Linked DNA regions of Mus musculus: regions 2, 3, 4 and 5 are each linked to region 1. Evidence: chromatin contacts called from public ChIA-PET and HiChIP or PLAC-seq data. All regions are on one chromosome and are shown on one strand. The core of a region is the stretch at or near the end of the contact, and the rest is flanking DNA. Distances in the headings are between cores, read along the strand shown.

Region 1 (3,115 bases), core at 31-2,530:
TTAATCTAGGCCTAGAATGTTTTCAGTCTTTGAGACTTACTGCTAAATAAACTCACCTTCCCTCTTTTGTTCTCTCTGAACTCTGGCTGATTTGACTCAGCTGCTCTGGTGAGAACTCCTCTCCCACCTGACTTATTCAATCTGGTTTTTCTCTCAGCCTCTGAATTGTTCTGCTTGGCCTCAACTAACTCTCACAATCTCTTCTAATCTTCTGGCTCCTTCTCATTCTCTTGCTTGTTCTGTCTGCCTGTGTCTAGCTTGTTCTCTCTTCCATCTGTCTCTGTAAAACTCTCCTGGTAAAACTGCCTCCTTCTCCTTCTCTGTGCTGCTCCACTCTCCCTCTCAACTCAATTGTCCTCCTCTCCAGGAACTCTACTGTATCCTGTATTGTACTCTCTTCTTCCTATGCTGTCTGTCTCTTCCTTGAGTAGTTTTCCTTTCCTCTCCTCAGGAGAGTTGGACATATCCTATTCTGTCAGATCTTTCTCTGATTTTTGTCACTTTGTCTGCTACTCAATTAGACATCACTTTCAAACATGGCTGCTTCCGTCTACAAAATAACTTTACCTTCATTGTTTGGGATTAAAGGTGAGTACCAATGTTGTGTCTGTATTCTGGCCAGAGGGAATAAAGAGGTGTGCTTAAGGCGAGTCACACCCTAACTAGAAACAGGTTCAATTATACTGTAACAAGCCAAACTGATGTAGATAATCCCCTGCTCAGTCTCTTCTCTGGTGATTCTAAATTGTGACAAGTTGATAATAGAACTAATTATCATACTTTGTTAGTTTTGAGACAGGCTCTCAGGTAGCTCAGGCTGGCCTTGTACTTCCTATGTAATTGGGATGACCTTGAACTCCTGATCCTTCCTATACCGGGATCTGAGGTATGTGATACCACACCAGGTTTTATTTGGTGCTAGGGATCAAGCCCAGGACTTCCTTCGTACATGCTAGGCAAGTATTTTACCACCTAAGCTTAATTTTCTGTCCATACTGTGTCCTTCTAGTAGGAATACTCTTAGGTATCAAATATCTTGACTCAAAATGAGAGGCCATTTTGAATTGATCCATTTTTGAGGAATGCTACCTAGGGGATATGTTCCTCTCTACAGTCCTGAAAGAGACTCCAGCTCACATCTACCTTCTAAACATCAGAGGCAATAACTCTCATACTCAGGAGGCCAACTATAGAATGTTATCATCGGTAATCACTTATCACTGTAGACTTCAGTACAATCAACTGCTTTTGCAAGCCTTTGGCTGTGAGCGCCTGAGCACAACAGGATGTGGTTAGGCGGTTGAAGCTCAGAGATCTGAAGAGCCCTATTGGGCAAGACAGAAGAAGGTATCTGAAAATCCCCACCTATAATATGCAAGTTTTGCTGACAGTGTTAGGAAATTCAGTTTCATTAAATATATATTTAGTTAATGCCTACCATGTACAATACATTGTGCTTCATGCATAAGGGACAATGGTTGCTTGCAGTGAGGGTGCAGTACTCTACAGGCTTAGACTGAAATAAACCCAATCTAAGCTCCACTCTGGAAGGACTTTGGTTTTCCCACTCTGACAATTGAATAGATTTGAGTTATTATCTAGGGTTCACTTCTGTCAGGCCACCTGAAGGAGTACCTAGGAGGGTTCTTAAACAAAGCATTTGCTATGAAAAGACTGAAGCAAATGATATACCAGAAAGAACTGTGTCCATTGGCACACAGCTCACATAGATGTCTCCAAGCACACAATTCTAAAAGACATGAATTGGGTTCTGAGGAATGATTCCACCTCCTTGTCATTTGGGCACTAGTGGAAACCCATGTAAAGACGAGGTCTGAGTTCAGAGGCTGGGAATTGGCAATATCTCCCAAGGTGCTAGTTGCGACTCTTTTTTTTCTCTCTGGGCTGAGAAGCTGCATCTCATTCTCTCTGCATTTTTCAGCAGTAAGAGCAGCTGTGGATGCATTTCTTGCACAAGTGCCCTGAGCTACCTGTGCTTTTATTAAAAAGACGGGAGGAAAGAATGTGATGAAAGAAGCCACTTCCCACACCCGGTGCTTGATATAAAGGCAGATCCTGCTTTTGAAAGATCCTGGCAGAATGTAAAAGGACACAGAAGCCCTGAAATTGGCAAGATAGACGTCAGTGTTAGCAGAACTAGCTTCGCTGATTTAGAAAAATAGAGGTGCACAATGATCTGGCCACTCCTTGAACCTGTGTGTCTGCCAATGTTCTGACCAGGTGTGTGCCCATTGCTGCACCTTCATTAGACTCTTTCCTTGTACCCCTCCCATACCCATTTCTTGAAAATAGACATTGTTTAGATCTGGAAATCCCCTAATCTCCCCCTTCTCCTTTCCCCCCTGAGGGCCTATAAAAACTGGGAATTCTTTCCCCTCGACTCCTCTACCCCTGCGTGGGATATGAGTCGTCCCCAGAGCTCTGGCTTTCCCGAATAAAGCCTCATGTGGTTTGCAACAAGCTCGGTCTGTCAGGTCTGTCGTGAGTTCTTGGGTGTCCACTATTGTCCTGAGGCCTGAGCGAGGGGCTCCTCTTGGAGTCTTTCACTTTGAGCAGAATCAGACTCTAAGTATTCCCATGTAAACTGTTCAATGTTCTGTGGCTTGTTTTCTATCATAGCCTCTGATGCTAGCCCTGACACAGTCAAGCTGGGCAGAAAGCAGGAAATCATCAGGTAGGAAATCACAGAAGGGACCTGGTAGCGCAGCTATCTTGACATTACCTCCTTCTACTTCTTCAGGTCTCTTTGTCAATCAGTAATAGACACCTGGCCTAGATGCCATAGCCTCAGAACTGCTTAACATGTGAAGCTAGAATCCAGTCTTCCCTTGAACTGTAAAATAGTGTTCAACAATATCAACACTTGGTTCTGGGATGGCGAGATAGCTCGGTCCTATAAAATCGCTTGCACAAGTGTGAGGATCTGAGTTCAAATCCTCAGAAGTCCCGTAGAAACGCTGTGTGTGGCCATATGCCTGTACCCCCCAGTGACAGGGGACAGATAAAGGAGGATCACTGGGGCTTTGTGGCTGCCAGCCTATCTCCAGAATCAGTGACAGATCGTGTATGGAAGGTGACTATGAAGGTAACTGAT
Region 2 (2,869 bases), core at 139-2,638, 180 kb after region 1:
TTATGCTGCAGATGCCAAAAATGAGACTCCTCTCAAAGAAATTATTAACAATGGAGTGACTTAGTACCATCTGCTCCAGGTTTCAGGAAGAGATCGGACATGGAATTCCTCAGTGTCACCTTCTCTTGTCCTCAGTTTCCTCGTCCATCACATGAGGATCATTTACTGAATAGCAGCAAATTTCTCAAAAGAGCACTGCGGAAAAGACAAAGAAAAAAAAGTCAGCAAAAGAGACTGGTATTTTTAAACTACAGGGGAAATGTACTGAGCAGGAAAGATAACACAGACCTTGAGCGCCTAAGGAAGCCAAGGCTGCTTCGCTTAAACTTACTTCTTAGAAGATTAGATTTGCTGAGGGGGAGGGATGAGTTTCTTACCAAAATCATTAAAGAAAATGATTCTGAACATGTCTTAAAACAGAGTTCTCAGTAAACAGGAATTGCCTATAAAGAAAATCAGGAAGGCAAAATGTTTCTTTTTATGAAGTTACATCCTGCCATAGAAAAGCTGAATCGGAAATAAAGACTGCAGACCAACCCGGCTATTATTTCGTCAAGGAAAATCTGAGCAAAAAGCTCAGCTCAGCCACCAGCGAAAACAAGAAAACCAAGAGAAGTTTGAATGCCCCAAGGAGCCAGACGAGCAATGGCCACTGGTAAACAGCTAGGGAAAAGCACAAGCAATCTCTACTGGGTGGTTTTGGGACTCTTTGTTGCAGGCCCCTTGAATTTCAGTCATACTTCTCTTTCACTTTTCCTGGGGTAGGTGTGGGGGGGGGGGCGGGGAGCATATTTGGGTACCCAAGAAAATGAGACTAACAAGTCATTAATTTCTTACTATTTGTTGTGCGTTTGCTGGTCCTAGCTTTCCCAGTTTCTGCAATGGTACTTCTCTACTTTGCTCCTCACTTCCCTAATTTGCCATCGCCATTCTTAACACCTTTCCATTTTATCCTCCCACTCTCAAAGGCGAGGCTATCTCTTTGGAGAAATAGGTTCCCATGGCTGTGAGGCTGGAGTGGCAGGTGCCAGTCTCCACTGGCAAAGTGGAAAGCAGCTCATTCCCTGCGCACTCTCCTGCCCACCTCACCAACTCGCAACTCCACACGATCCTCAGACACACAACTCTTCCTTCTCCGCCAACCTCGCATCCTCTCACACACCCTGTGGCCGTGCGCACCGCAGGCTGCCCGCCACCACTGTAAAGCTCAACCCACTCGGCGGCCCCACCCATGGCCGTCCCGCCTCCGACGCATTCACCAATGGCTGCCGGCGCTCAGCCCTCAGCGGGCCCTTTGATAGGGCAGAAAGACCTGACAGTCTCAGGGCGTGTCCCGCCCCCTCTCGAACCCCTCGGGATCCGGAGCAGCCCGAGCATCAGCGAGAGTAGCTGCGAGAAGCCGCGGCGGTGGCGGCGGCGCGTCGGTGCAGTTGCGCCATCTGTCAGGAGCGCAGCCGGCGGGGAGGGGGCTCCGCAGAGAGGAGGAGGGGTCGCCGTGCGCCGGGCCTCCGAGACCCGCCCGCTGGTCAAGAGCTCAGCGAGGCCGCCTCTAGCCGGAGCGTTTCGAGGACTCCCCGGGCACACACAAAGCCGCCACCCGCGCCAGGGAGGGACCGGGCTGCCGGGCCGGGGACACCGGCGCCGCCCCCTCGGCGCTTCGCGAGGCCCACGAGCTCCTGGGCCCCGCCGCGGAGCCGCGGGAGCCGCCTGGGCCGCGCCGGAGGAGGGCGGGGAGAGGACCATGTGAATGTGCTCCGGAGCTGAGCGCCAAGCCAAGCAGGTAAGCGACAGGGGATGCGCGGAGCCTCGGGATGCTGCGGAGACGCCCGGCCCAGCGCCCCCGCACGGGCTGCTCCCGCTGCGGTCCCGCCGCGCAGCCTCCAGGGCGCCCCGCGACGCAGGACACTGATGCGGGGTGCCGCCCCGAGGCTGCGCAGGCACCGGGGTGTCTTTCCTCGGCCGCCGGCGGGTGCCGGGTGGAAAATAGGAATTGGCTTGGGGGTGAGGTTGGCCCAGCTCCGCCCCCGCCCTCCTTTCGCGGCCCCCCGCGGGGACCAGGGCTGTGTGTGTTGTTTTAATGTCAGGGATGATGTAATCACTTAATAATTGATGCCCCGTGCTGCTTTCCTCCCCACCCAACCCCTGCCCCACTCCTCCACCTCTCGGCTTCCTCCCTCGGTGGCCCTTGCCGTTCCCCAGCGCATCCTCCTGCCTATTTCTGGAACCTCCCTTGCACTTCCCCCACCCTCCCCTTCACCCTTCCTGTGCTACCACCCACCCACCCTTCCCCTTTCCCCTGTGTCTGGCCTTGCCTCCTCTTCCTCTGTCCCCCCACCCCTTTTGCTCTCTCAAGCTTATTTCTCCTCCCTTCTCGACACGCTGGATTTCCTCCCTACTTCCCTAGGTCGGTAGACGGTTTTGTTTGGTCTCCTCTAGGCTCTCTTATCTTTGAGGCCACAGGGACTGACTGAGCTAGAAAGAGGCCACCAAGCTTGGGCCCAGGAGGCGTTTGCTGGGACTCACTGGGAGGAGGGATAATAAAATCACCCGTTTTGCCCCTCCTTCCTCTAATAAATCAGACTCATTCTGTGTGTGTGTGTGTGTGAGTGTGTGTGTGACACAAAGAGCCCTTTCAGTTCATAGAGGAGAGACACATAAAGTACCCAGGGCACCATGCTTCTTGTGTCTCATCCCTGGGGCGTCCCTTTCTTTCTGGTGAAGCAGTTGATCTCTTAGTCTTTTCTGCCACACTTACCAAAAAATGAAGGCTCCCGGATCCCGGGTGGCAGGTGCAGGCATTTAGCTGTGTTTACAGACTGGTAGCATTGAGTGGCAACTGCAGTTTTCTCTATTTAAGGTGGTGGTGGGG
Region 3 (3,039 bases), core at 476-2,975, 230 kb after region 1:
CTCCTCTTAGGAGGAGCAAGTAGCAGCCCTTAAGTATCTGTCTTCAAAAGAGAACTTTACATGTCACTTGCTCTGGTTGTAAGAAGTACTGGAATCTGGTGGCTTGGTTTTGAATATTTTAAACAAGTTTATGTTTCTGTATCTTTGCCAAAACAGATAATATTTTGTGTGTAGTTCATTCTTCATAAAAGCGTTATCTGTCTTTAAAGAGGGTGTAAGGGCGCGATGGCTGGATAGGCAGGGCTTCCCATAGAACAGCATCTTTCAGTAGGAAGTCTCTGGGGCTCATGAAGCGAGCCTTGTCACATACAATTTGAGTCTATTTCCATTTAGTGTTCCGCTGCTGTTACTAGCTCTGATTAAAGAGGAAGCCAGTGCAGTCTATCATCTGATAGCTGTGGGATGGCTTCTCGGCCCGTGCCATGCTCATGCAATGGTCCTGGGTTTATGGGCTGGGTGTTTAGAGTGTAAGCTGTTTGTCTTAGAAGTGGATGAGTTTCTTTATCCTGAGGTGAAATGAGACTTTTAAATCATCTCAAAATCTCTCATCACCAGACCCTCTGGAGACGACACCAAGGGTGAGTGTGTGGGAATATTTTAAAATTTTATTCATATATTTGGGAAAGTAGGGAAGGTGGAACTGTTACCAGGACTGGGTAGGAATCATTGATCATGTAATTCCCTACTTGGACAAATTTTGAAAACAAGTAAAGAAGCACAAATTTAATACTAAAGAAACAGGAATCTCTCTCTCTCTCTCTCTCTCTCTCTCTCTCTCTCTCTCTCTCTCTCTCTGTGTGTGTGTGTGTGTGTGTGTGTACATAAGTGAAATCTGCCCTCAGGGTTACAGGATGGTAAAAAGTTCTGTTTACTCTGGTGAAGACCTTAAGAAAGCTGCTCTTTAAAGGTGGGTGGAGAGGAAAGACTTCAGTATCAACAGACAAGAGTTGGAGACTTTGAGTCCAGATGACATGATGTAATAAGACATGTTTAAAGGACAGAAACAGAAAAGAAGCAAAGTGTCTGTGTCCAGGCAGCCGCCTGTATGTAGATATTGGACAGGCGTTTACGAGCTCCTCTGGGAATGGTTACTTTACTTTTCTATAGGATTGTGACTGGCTGGTGGGATGTAGGAGAACTGAGAAGGCAAAAGAGACTTGCCTTGCTCTTGTTTTCTGGGCTTCTGATGAGAACAGGAAGAGAGAGGGGGTGGTTTCAGTAAGAAAGGATCATAGGCAGGCTGGTGACGGGAGTCATTCTAGTTCAAAAGTCCCGCCTGAGGCTGAGAGCAGAAGTTCAGAGGTAGGGAAGTTTATAAGAACATGATTTCTGAAGCTCAGTGAACTTGAGAGCCCGGGTTCGAATGGGGTGTGGTGGGTTGCTATGGTGAAGTCCATGGGGACTGAGTTAGGGAACTCAAAGGAATAGAAAACAGGAAAGTGATACTTGTAAGTCAGACTTGCCCAAGTAACTGCTCCAGTTTGGGGAGAGAACAGAACAGCAACCTGACAGCTTGAGGTCATGTTCTGTGCTATTTATTTGCAGTTTGTTGAGTTTTCTCTCCCTAAGGAAATAACTGTGGCTCACATGTAGACAGTGCTGGGGAAGAAGGCACATGACAGCAGCATCAGAGGGAACTAGTGAGCAGTTCTGCAGCATCAAGGCCCAGAGACGTGTCCCATTGCTGAGGTAGAACCAGATCCCTGAGGCAGCCCACAGCCAGGGCTCCGTGCCAGCAGTCAGAAAATGCGGTTGTTGGGTTCACCAGCATCCTGTAAATGAACAGTACTGACACCAAAGGAGCCTGGTGGCAGAGCCCAGTCGCTTCCAGTGGAAGGTACCTCAGCACTCACGCCTCTGGGGTTATTCTATACTGTATATACAAAAGGAAAGAAAGGAAAGAAAAACAGCAGCTTGTGTTGTATACTCCCAGGAGATCCTAGGCTACAAAGTAAGAGCCTGTCTGAAAAGGAAAGGAAAAAAAAAAAGGATTTATCTCAAGTCATTAAGGCCATAACCAGTTTGATCAGATTAACCCAGCCACTCTTGCACCTCAGGTATATAGAATGGTGTGCATGTTGAGAACATGCTGTAGCTGTCCTCAGAAAGCCCCTTCCTACTGGATTGATGCCGCACCTAGAAGCTGGAGGGAATGTGTAGCCAGCGGGCGTCGGTTTCTTTCAGCCCACCACGTTGCCATCTCTGTGCAGGATTGAAAACATGATGCTTGGGCTCAGTATGGTGAAACCGGTGCTTCAGCTTGGCATGCGTAAATTTCATCACACTTTAGTAATTCAGATAAATGGCACACAGAGCGGGATGCTTGCCAGTTATTGGTCTGTGTTCGCTCTGCCCTTCTCACAGTTGGCTGATTCTTCAGGGCACATGTGCATAGATACAGAGTTTCAGAGGATGGCCTGAGGCTGGTCCAAACTACAGCCCAGCACTGTAGGAACCAGGCTAGTGCCCCAGTGAAGGACACACATTGCTGTCAGTGGAATCTGCAGAGAGACACTTAGCTTTTGTTTATCAGGCAATGCAAGCATTTTCTCTTCGATTGAAAGAGAAGAGTGATCATAAACCATGGGTTCTTAGTACAGGCCGTCTACTTTCAAACTCATCTAGCCTTCAAGAAAAGCAATGCTTCTTTGGTTAAATAAGTTGAGGTCTTTGTGTGTGGAGCTGAGAGATGGAGACCATCAATGGTGAATATACTTGGATAAATACGGAATGCAGGGGATCATCCTTGGCTTGTGATGGTCAGCCAGAGCGTTGAGAAGGCCAGGCTCAGCACAAGGGACAGTGTGTCAAGACTGGTGAAATAGCTGAGCTGTACCTAAGCAGCCCATCTGTGCTTTTAAAATGCATGTGCCTCTGTTCACTCTGTTAGGAGCGTGTCATAGGAGTAACTCACAGATGAGAGGGCTGCAGACACAGAACATACAGAACGTTTGAGAAATCAAGAAGACATTGTCTGAAGTTTGTCCTCTTTGCCAGCCATTTCTTGATGTGATTAGTGGGGACGACACTTAGAGAACA
Region 4 (2,965 bases), core at 464-2,963, 210 kb after region 1:
CTGTGATAGAGGTTGGTGTATTTGGTTTTATGACTTGCATAGACTTCTTGTCTGCAGAAATTGCATGTGAAGGAATGATTCTTAATGGAATCGGTACAAGGGCCTTCCTAAAAGATGCTTGTCACTGCCCCTAGACTCACTAAAATCAGAGCTGCACTCAATGTGAGACTAGTCATGTCCCAGCCATAAAGATGCATACAATGTCAACATTTTGCCTTAAAGAAGGTTATTACTGCCCATCTTTAACCCACAACCAGTTTTTAAATTTTTATTTTATTTTATGTGCATTGGTGTTTTGCCAGCATGTGTATCTGTATGAGGATGTCAGATCTCCCGGAACTAGTTACAGAAAGTTGTGAGCTGCCATATGGGTGCCGGGAATTGAACCTGGGTCCTCTGAAAGAACAGCCAGTGCTCTTAACTGCTGAGGATCTCTGCAGCCCACAACCAGTTTTTGTTTGGTTGGTTCATGGATTCTGTCACAAATTATTGCAGACTTGGTGACTTGAAACAACAGATATACCCCTGGCGGCTTTAGAGATCAGAAGTTTAGCATTAAGGTTGTCTGCAGGCTCGTGCTACCTCCAGAGGCTGGGGAGAATCCATTCTCCCCTTCTTCCTGGTAGCTTCAGGTGTCCTTGGCTTGAGGCCTATCCTGTTGTCTCTCTTCTGTCTTCATATCACCTCCTCTGCTGTGTACATTTGTGTCATCTCATGGGCTGTATCTTTCAACAAATGCTAGCCCGGTGGGAGCCAAGCTATATGCTTAACTAGGCAGCATCTCCATTTTGCATGGAGCTTGTGTTGGGTGGGAATCCTCCTTACACATTTCCTTTCTTCTGGATGCTAGAAGATCTGGTTTCCTGTCAACAGCCAGGTAGGATCAGCTTAGGGCCAGAGGAAAAATAGATCTGAGGGTTGGACCATGCTCCTGGGATGGGTCCTAGCTCAGATGATGTCCTGAGCATGGCATGAGGGAAACTCTCTGATAGTTGGTCATCTGGATGGACAGATGTTTGGCAGTGGAATCTCTGGCTGAGCACCTCATGGAGCTAAGAGCAAGCTATAGGCATGCAGCTAATGTAAAGAGAGCCTAGCCTCCTACTGAATACGAGAAGGCCCAGGGTAGAAGCTTGAGCCTAAAGAGTAACAGGAACCCCAGTCCAGGGTCATGGTCATAACACTGATGTCATTTTGAGTGTCCTTGGCCTAGATCCTTATCCTCTGGTCTCCTGGGAGGGGGTCACCAGCAGAGCTGGTAAACAAGCTGTGCAGATTGGGGGGTGAGCGGCAGGTGATGGCACCATCCCTGACACCATCCCACGTGTAGACCTGTTACAGTGAAAAGCAGGTTTATCTCTTTAAACATGTGCTTGTGTATAGATTTTTGAGTCAGTTTTGGCTGTAATTTTAACTTGCTGAAATACCTTGAAATCTCTATTTTTTTCTAACTAACTGGCCCCCCCCCCTTTTACTGTGTATTTGTTATTTATTACTTCTTTAAAAACAGCTTGATGAAAATGTTGACTGAGGAACACTGCAAAACCCTGTCCCAAGAGCATGCTCTCCAGGGATGTTGGTGCCCTCAGGTGGAACCATTTCTTCTCTCCACAGCCCACCCGGCGAAATCCTCACTGGTCCAGGGTTTCCCTGTGAGTGGCTGTCTAGTACTGTGCTGTACCCAGAGTCTAGTAGTCATGTGACAGTGCCCTGACCTGAGTCTGAGAAAAAGGTTCTTGGTTAGCCACTGTGCTGAAAGGTCCTTCATTGGTGTCTGTGGTTTTAAATTCTGAGCCTATTTCCTGTCACATAATTAGTGTTTCCGTTGCTTTGACAAAAACACCCTGACTGAAACAAGTTCGGGAGGAAATGGCTTTTTTGGCCGACACTTCCACATCACTATTCATCATCGAAGGAAGTAAGGACAGGAACTCAAACAGGGCAGGACCTGGAGGAAGAGCTGATGCAGAATGCCATGGAGGGGTGCTGCTTACTGGCTTGCTCCTTGTGATTTTCCCAACCTTTCTTACAGAACATAGGTTCACCAATCCAGGGATGACACCAAACACAATTGGCTGGGCCCTCCCCCACCAATCACTAAGAAAATACCTGAAGCCAGATCTTAAGGAGGCATTTTCTCAGTTGAGGTTCTCTCAGATGTAGAGTCAAGTTGACAGAAAACTGCCCAGCACAGGTAGTGAGTGTTTTGTTTTTTTAAAGGAGGGGCAGGAATTCTGTGCTCAGATGTAGTAAGCTCTGTGTGTGTGTGTGTCACACACACTTGTGGAAAGCTAGATGACAGCCTCAGATGTCACCCCCAGAGCTGTCACCTCCTTTGAGATAAGGCCTCTCACTGGTCTGGGGTGAATGACCAGAAAGCTCCAGGGATTGGAATCCTCCTGTTTCTGCCTCCCTGCTGCTGGGATTACACGTTTGTGTTAACACATCTGCCATTGGTATGTGGGTACTGGAGGTCCAACTCGGGTCTTCATGCTTGCAAGACAAGCACTTTACCAATGGCCCCCTCAACCCCCGGCTCCCAGTCTCTCTTTAAGGGCTCACCTCTGCTAAAGGCTGGTCCTCCAGGTCCGTGCGTTCTATAGAGAGCTCATAGCCGTTGAGTATGGCTACTGCTCAGATGGTGTAGGCGTGCCACTCAGTGGTGAGTATAGTCAGAGTGTAAAGGGAAGGAAATGCGGGTCCCTGTGTGCGGTCCTGTCGACAGGAATGAGTCAAGAGTTTGTCAGTTTACACCGCCCCTCCAGGTGAGGACTGAAAAGACTGAGATTGCCTCAGCGTTGCACGTGGGGTGTACCACGTGGCAGAAAGGGCACAGCGATCGAGGGTCCTGAGCAAGTCCTGACCTCAGCGCTGACAAAACATGCAGTGCTATCAGAAAACCATAGATGCCATGCTGTGTGTCCAAAGGCCAGGTTTTCATACCACAGCACCTGAAGCAGGGGAG
Region 5 (3,080 bases), core at 200-2,699, 150 kb after region 1:
ATGGAGACCTGAGTATGAATCTCCATGGCCCACATAAAAAGGGGAGTGCACACAAGAGTGGGGCTTTCTGGTCAGCTGGTCTACCACTTCACTGAGCTCCTTGTTCAGTGAGAGATACTATCTCAAAAATAAGGTGGACAGTGACAGAGAAACACAACTAACTCTGCATCTGGCATCTGTATGCTCACCTACACAAACATGGGTACTCATATAAGGCACATAATATATAGACAGAATTGTGAACACTGTGTGATGCTCTGTTGTCTATTTTTTTTTTTTTGCTATTTAAAATATACTTCCTTATATGTCCATATGATTCTCATATCTACCATTTTTAATGCTGAAATGGTGAACCAAACTAACAATTATGTCCATATTACCAATTATGGGATTTTTACATAATACTGGGCCCATTGCTGTTTGCTGCTATTGTCAAAACATATGGACTAGCTACAAACACCTTTGTGCAAAGAAGCATTTCCTCCAACTAATTCCGTGGAAATTTTCAAGCAAGGGATTATTAGGACCATGAAAGTGATCAATTTGATGGCTCTTATGTGACCTACATTCTTTCCAGAAAGTTCTCTAATATTGAAAACACCTATATTATTCAGTGTCTTAGGGCTTTTATTTCTGTGAAGAGATACCATGACCATAACAACTTTTACAAAGAAAACATTTACTTGGGGCTGGCTTACAGTTTCAGAGGTTTAGTCCATTATCATCATGGCAGGAAACATGGCACTGTGCAGGCAGATATGGTGCTGGAGAAGCAGCTGAGAGTTCTATAGTCAAATCAGCAGGCAGCAGGAAGTGAACTGAGACACACTGAATCCTCAGAGCCCACCCCTAGTACTACACTCCTCCAACAAGGCTACACTGCCTGATCAAGCATTGACCAAGCATTCAAACACACGAGCCTCTGGGGAGGGGGGGCATTCCTGCTCAAACCACCACATTTGTAAAATTGTCTTAACATAACTCCATCAAAACTAAATTCCTAACAATACTGGCTTCTAATTGACTGGAAATATGATGAGAGCAAAAAATAATCAGACACTGAATACCTTTATTTGTGCAAGCTGACCATTATCAATATTTATTTACTCTGTACTTTAAAACTCTCTCTGATATTATCTCTGCCTTATAGGTTTTCAGTAGTCCCTATCACTTCCTGACTCCGGAAGTTGTAGCTTATCACATAAGCTGTGAACTATTTCCTTCCTGTTCCCTTTCTTTTCTGTTTTTATTTTATTTTTTCCTTCCTCTCTTTTCTAGAGGCAGGCCAAGTGTAAGAGGCCCCAGACCTTAGCACAGCTGACACCATGACAGAGGCACCATTCAGGCCTTGGAGCCCAGCATGAAGACAGCAACAGCTGCCAGAATAGCAAAGACCTAATCCAACCAAGCTCTTACTTCTGGGAAGGTCTCTAAATGTACTAACCTTGCTTTCTGGTTTCTGTAGTTCTGCTTCTGGCTAACCCTTCTTGCTAACCGAGGCATGTTAACTGAGGATGTGGTTTTATGCTTAGAAGCTTACCTTGAGAAAGGCTGGGGACTTCACTGGGTCCCAAATACCCAGTGTAGTCACCGCTAGGCTAATAATGACTTTCTATTGGCTTGAGCCATTGTCTGAGTAGTCACACCACCAGTGACATCAAAAAGATTTAAAAAACTATTTGTCAGGACACATGAAGATGTATATGCTTCTGCCCAGCTAGGAATACCTGTGTGCTAGGACCCACACCTTAACATGTGCTTTAGGTTAGAAGAAGCAGGTGCAGATGCCCACAGAAATGGCATGACTTAAAATCCAGGGCTGACAAAGTAGACCCTTGAGACGAAAGGCAAGGAGAATAAGAAAGGGGTATTTCCGGGCAAGAAGCCATCCTTGGGCCTGGATAGTGTCTCCAGGTAAGCATCTTTCAGACCACACAGGTGAGCCAGTTTTTCATCAAAGCATTCCTGGAAAGGCATTTAAACATGAATGTCTGAAAAGCACATATGAAGACACAAATTATGGCTTGGCGAGAGGTTGGCTCCTACCCAAAGAGGGGGAAAAAGAATAAAGCCCCACCCTAATTAACTGCTCCTTAGCCATCGCCTTTTGAGCAGTTGTTCGTTTCCCTTGTTTCCTGAATCATTTATAATGGCCCAGCAGAGGGTCATGAAGGGTTCAGTCTTTAAGCTTGGACTCTAGAATAGACACAGAAGTTGTCTGGGCCAGAGGTGATATTTCTTTTAGCAGGGGAGGAAAACAAACAAACAAATCAAAGCTAAGATCTGGAAAACATGCAAATAACCATGATAATTACCAACAGTGTGTACAATAAAGGACACAGGCCCGTGTAGGAAGAAGGAACTTGAAGGTGGAGCTAGTTAACATAAGATAACCTTTTGGATTTGGGTTGAGACAAAGATCAGGGAAGAAGAGGCCAGGAAGAGGGAGCAAATCCTAGGCTCCCTGGGACAAGAAAGAAGTCTTCAAGAAACCCAATGACAAGAAGAAAGTGAGCTCAGAGACGCAGGCAGGGGCATGTCAAGTGGATGCTTTCAGATTCTCCAAGAAGCTGGAAGTTAGACATGATGGAAATATGATTGAGTATAACAGGATTTCAAACACTACTCAGCAGGGCATGGTGGCACATGCCTTTAATCCCACTACCCTACATAAAGAGGCAGGCAGATCTCTGTGATTTGGAAGCCAGCCTGGTCTACATAGTGAGTTCCAGGCCAGCTAGAGTTACCTAGTGAGGCCCTGTCTCAACAAACAAACAAATTAAACAAAACAAAAATAAATAAACAACGCACTGCTTTATTATTTATAAACAACTTCCTGTTTGGATCTGTTGTGTTCCACACTAGACTCAGTGTATCAAGTTTCGTTGTGCACTGGCCTTAAATATGTACTTCATATCAACAACTCTATTTTCCACAAATTATTTATCCTACACTGTTACCAAATAAAGTAACATGTATTCTTCCCAGTTGTGCTGTTGTGAGTTACAGCTATTGTGTTTTGCTGGCAAGGTTTTGTGCTTCTGGGGTTGTAACATGTCTTGCACATGCTAGACAGGCAC

What was found. ChIA-PET counts read pairs in DNA pulled down with a chosen protein or histone mark. HiChIP or PLAC-seq counts read pairs in DNA pulled down with a chosen protein or histone mark.
Region 2: a contact with region 1 is called in an RNA polymerase II ChIA-PET map of effector CD8 T cells, with 32 read pairs. The contact joins the promoter of Fyn here to the enhancer-like site in region 1. A contact is called at or near these places in 2 of 39 promoter capture datasets (the C10 cell line and embryonic stem cells), 1 of 15 datasets of contacts at CTCF or cohesin (CD8 T cells), 7 of 484 Hi-C or Micro-C datasets (CD4 T cells, CD8 T cells, ECoMG myeloid progenitors and 3 more), 10 of 115 datasets of contacts at active chromatin or transcription factors (CD8 T cells, the SCID.adh cell line, acute myeloid leukemia and 7 more) and 2 of 9 other capture datasets (adipose tissue and liver).
Region 3: a contact with region 1 is called in a BATF HiChIP or PLAC-seq map of CD8 T cells, with 5 read pairs. The contact joins two enhancer-like sites. A contact is called at or near these places in 2 of 484 Hi-C or Micro-C datasets (CD8 T cells and embryonic stem cells), 6 of 115 datasets of contacts at active chromatin or transcription factors (CD8 T cells, effector CD8 T cells, embryonic fibroblasts and 3 more) and 2 of 9 other capture datasets (adipose tissue and liver).
Region 4: an RNA polymerase II ChIA-PET map of effector CD8 T cells shows a contact between it and region 1, with 25 read pairs. The contact joins two enhancer-like sites. A contact is called at or near these places in 2 of 484 Hi-C or Micro-C datasets (CD8 T cells and embryonic stem cells), 4 of 115 datasets of contacts at active chromatin or transcription factors (effector CD8 T cells, embryonic fibroblasts, regulatory T cells and 1 more) and 2 of 9 other capture datasets (adipose tissue and liver).
Region 5: an RNA polymerase II ChIA-PET map of effector CD8 T cells shows a contact between it and region 1, with 8 read pairs. The contact joins two enhancer-like sites. A contact is called at or near these places in 2 of 115 datasets of contacts at active chromatin or transcription factors (effector CD8 T cells and regulatory T cells).

The regions. Positions count from the first base shown.
Region 1 is chr10:39,191,606-39,194,720 of GRCm38.p6, forward strand. No RefSeq gene overlaps it. Among named protein-coding and RNA genes, the nearest start is that of Ccn6, 29 kb to the left of the region's middle. Within about 2 kb of position 1,281, at least 73 of the 459 cell types and tissues checked have an H3K27ac peak or open chromatin away from gene starts, as enhancers often do. A contact at or near this core is called in CD8 T cells, the SCID.adh cell line, acute myeloid leukemia and 6 more, where this site is marked.
Region 2 is chr10:39,368,411-39,371,279 of GRCm38.p6, forward strand. Fyn (Fyn proto-oncogene) reads left to right here and starts at 1,389. Exons shown (of 14, transcript NM_001122893.1): 1 at 1,389-1,780. It overlaps Gm31616 (predicted gene, 31616), which reads right to left and starts at 1,202. Exons shown (of 2, transcript NR_168583.1): 1 at 1,085-1,202; 2 at 1-195.
Region 3 is chr10:39,419,681-39,422,719 of GRCm38.p6, forward strand. All of the region lies in intron 2 of Fyn (Fyn proto-oncogene), which reads left to right. Among named protein-coding and RNA genes, the nearest start is that of Fyn, 51 kb to the left of the region's middle. Within about 2 kb of position 1,726, at least 89 of the 459 cell types and tissues checked have an H3K27ac peak or open chromatin away from gene starts, as enhancers often do. A contact at or near this core is called in CD8 T cells, effector CD8 T cells, regulatory T cells and 2 more, where this site is marked.
Region 4 is chr10:39,400,893-39,403,857 of GRCm38.p6, forward strand. All of the region lies in intron 2 of Fyn (Fyn proto-oncogene), which reads left to right. Among named protein-coding and RNA genes, the nearest start is that of Fyn, 33 kb to the left of the region's middle. Within about 2 kb of position 1,714, at least 53 of the 459 cell types and tissues checked have an H3K27ac peak or open chromatin away from gene starts, as enhancers often do. A contact at or near this core is called in CD8 T cells, effector CD8 T cells, regulatory T cells and 1 more, where this site is marked.
Region 5 is chr10:39,338,557-39,341,636 of GRCm38.p6, forward strand. No RefSeq gene overlaps it. Among named protein-coding and RNA genes, the nearest start is that of Gm31616, 30 kb to the right of the region's middle. Within about 2 kb of position 1,450, at least 39 of the 459 cell types and tissues checked have an H3K27ac peak or open chromatin away from gene starts, as enhancers often do. A contact at or near this core is called in effector CD8 T cells and regulatory T cells, where this site is marked.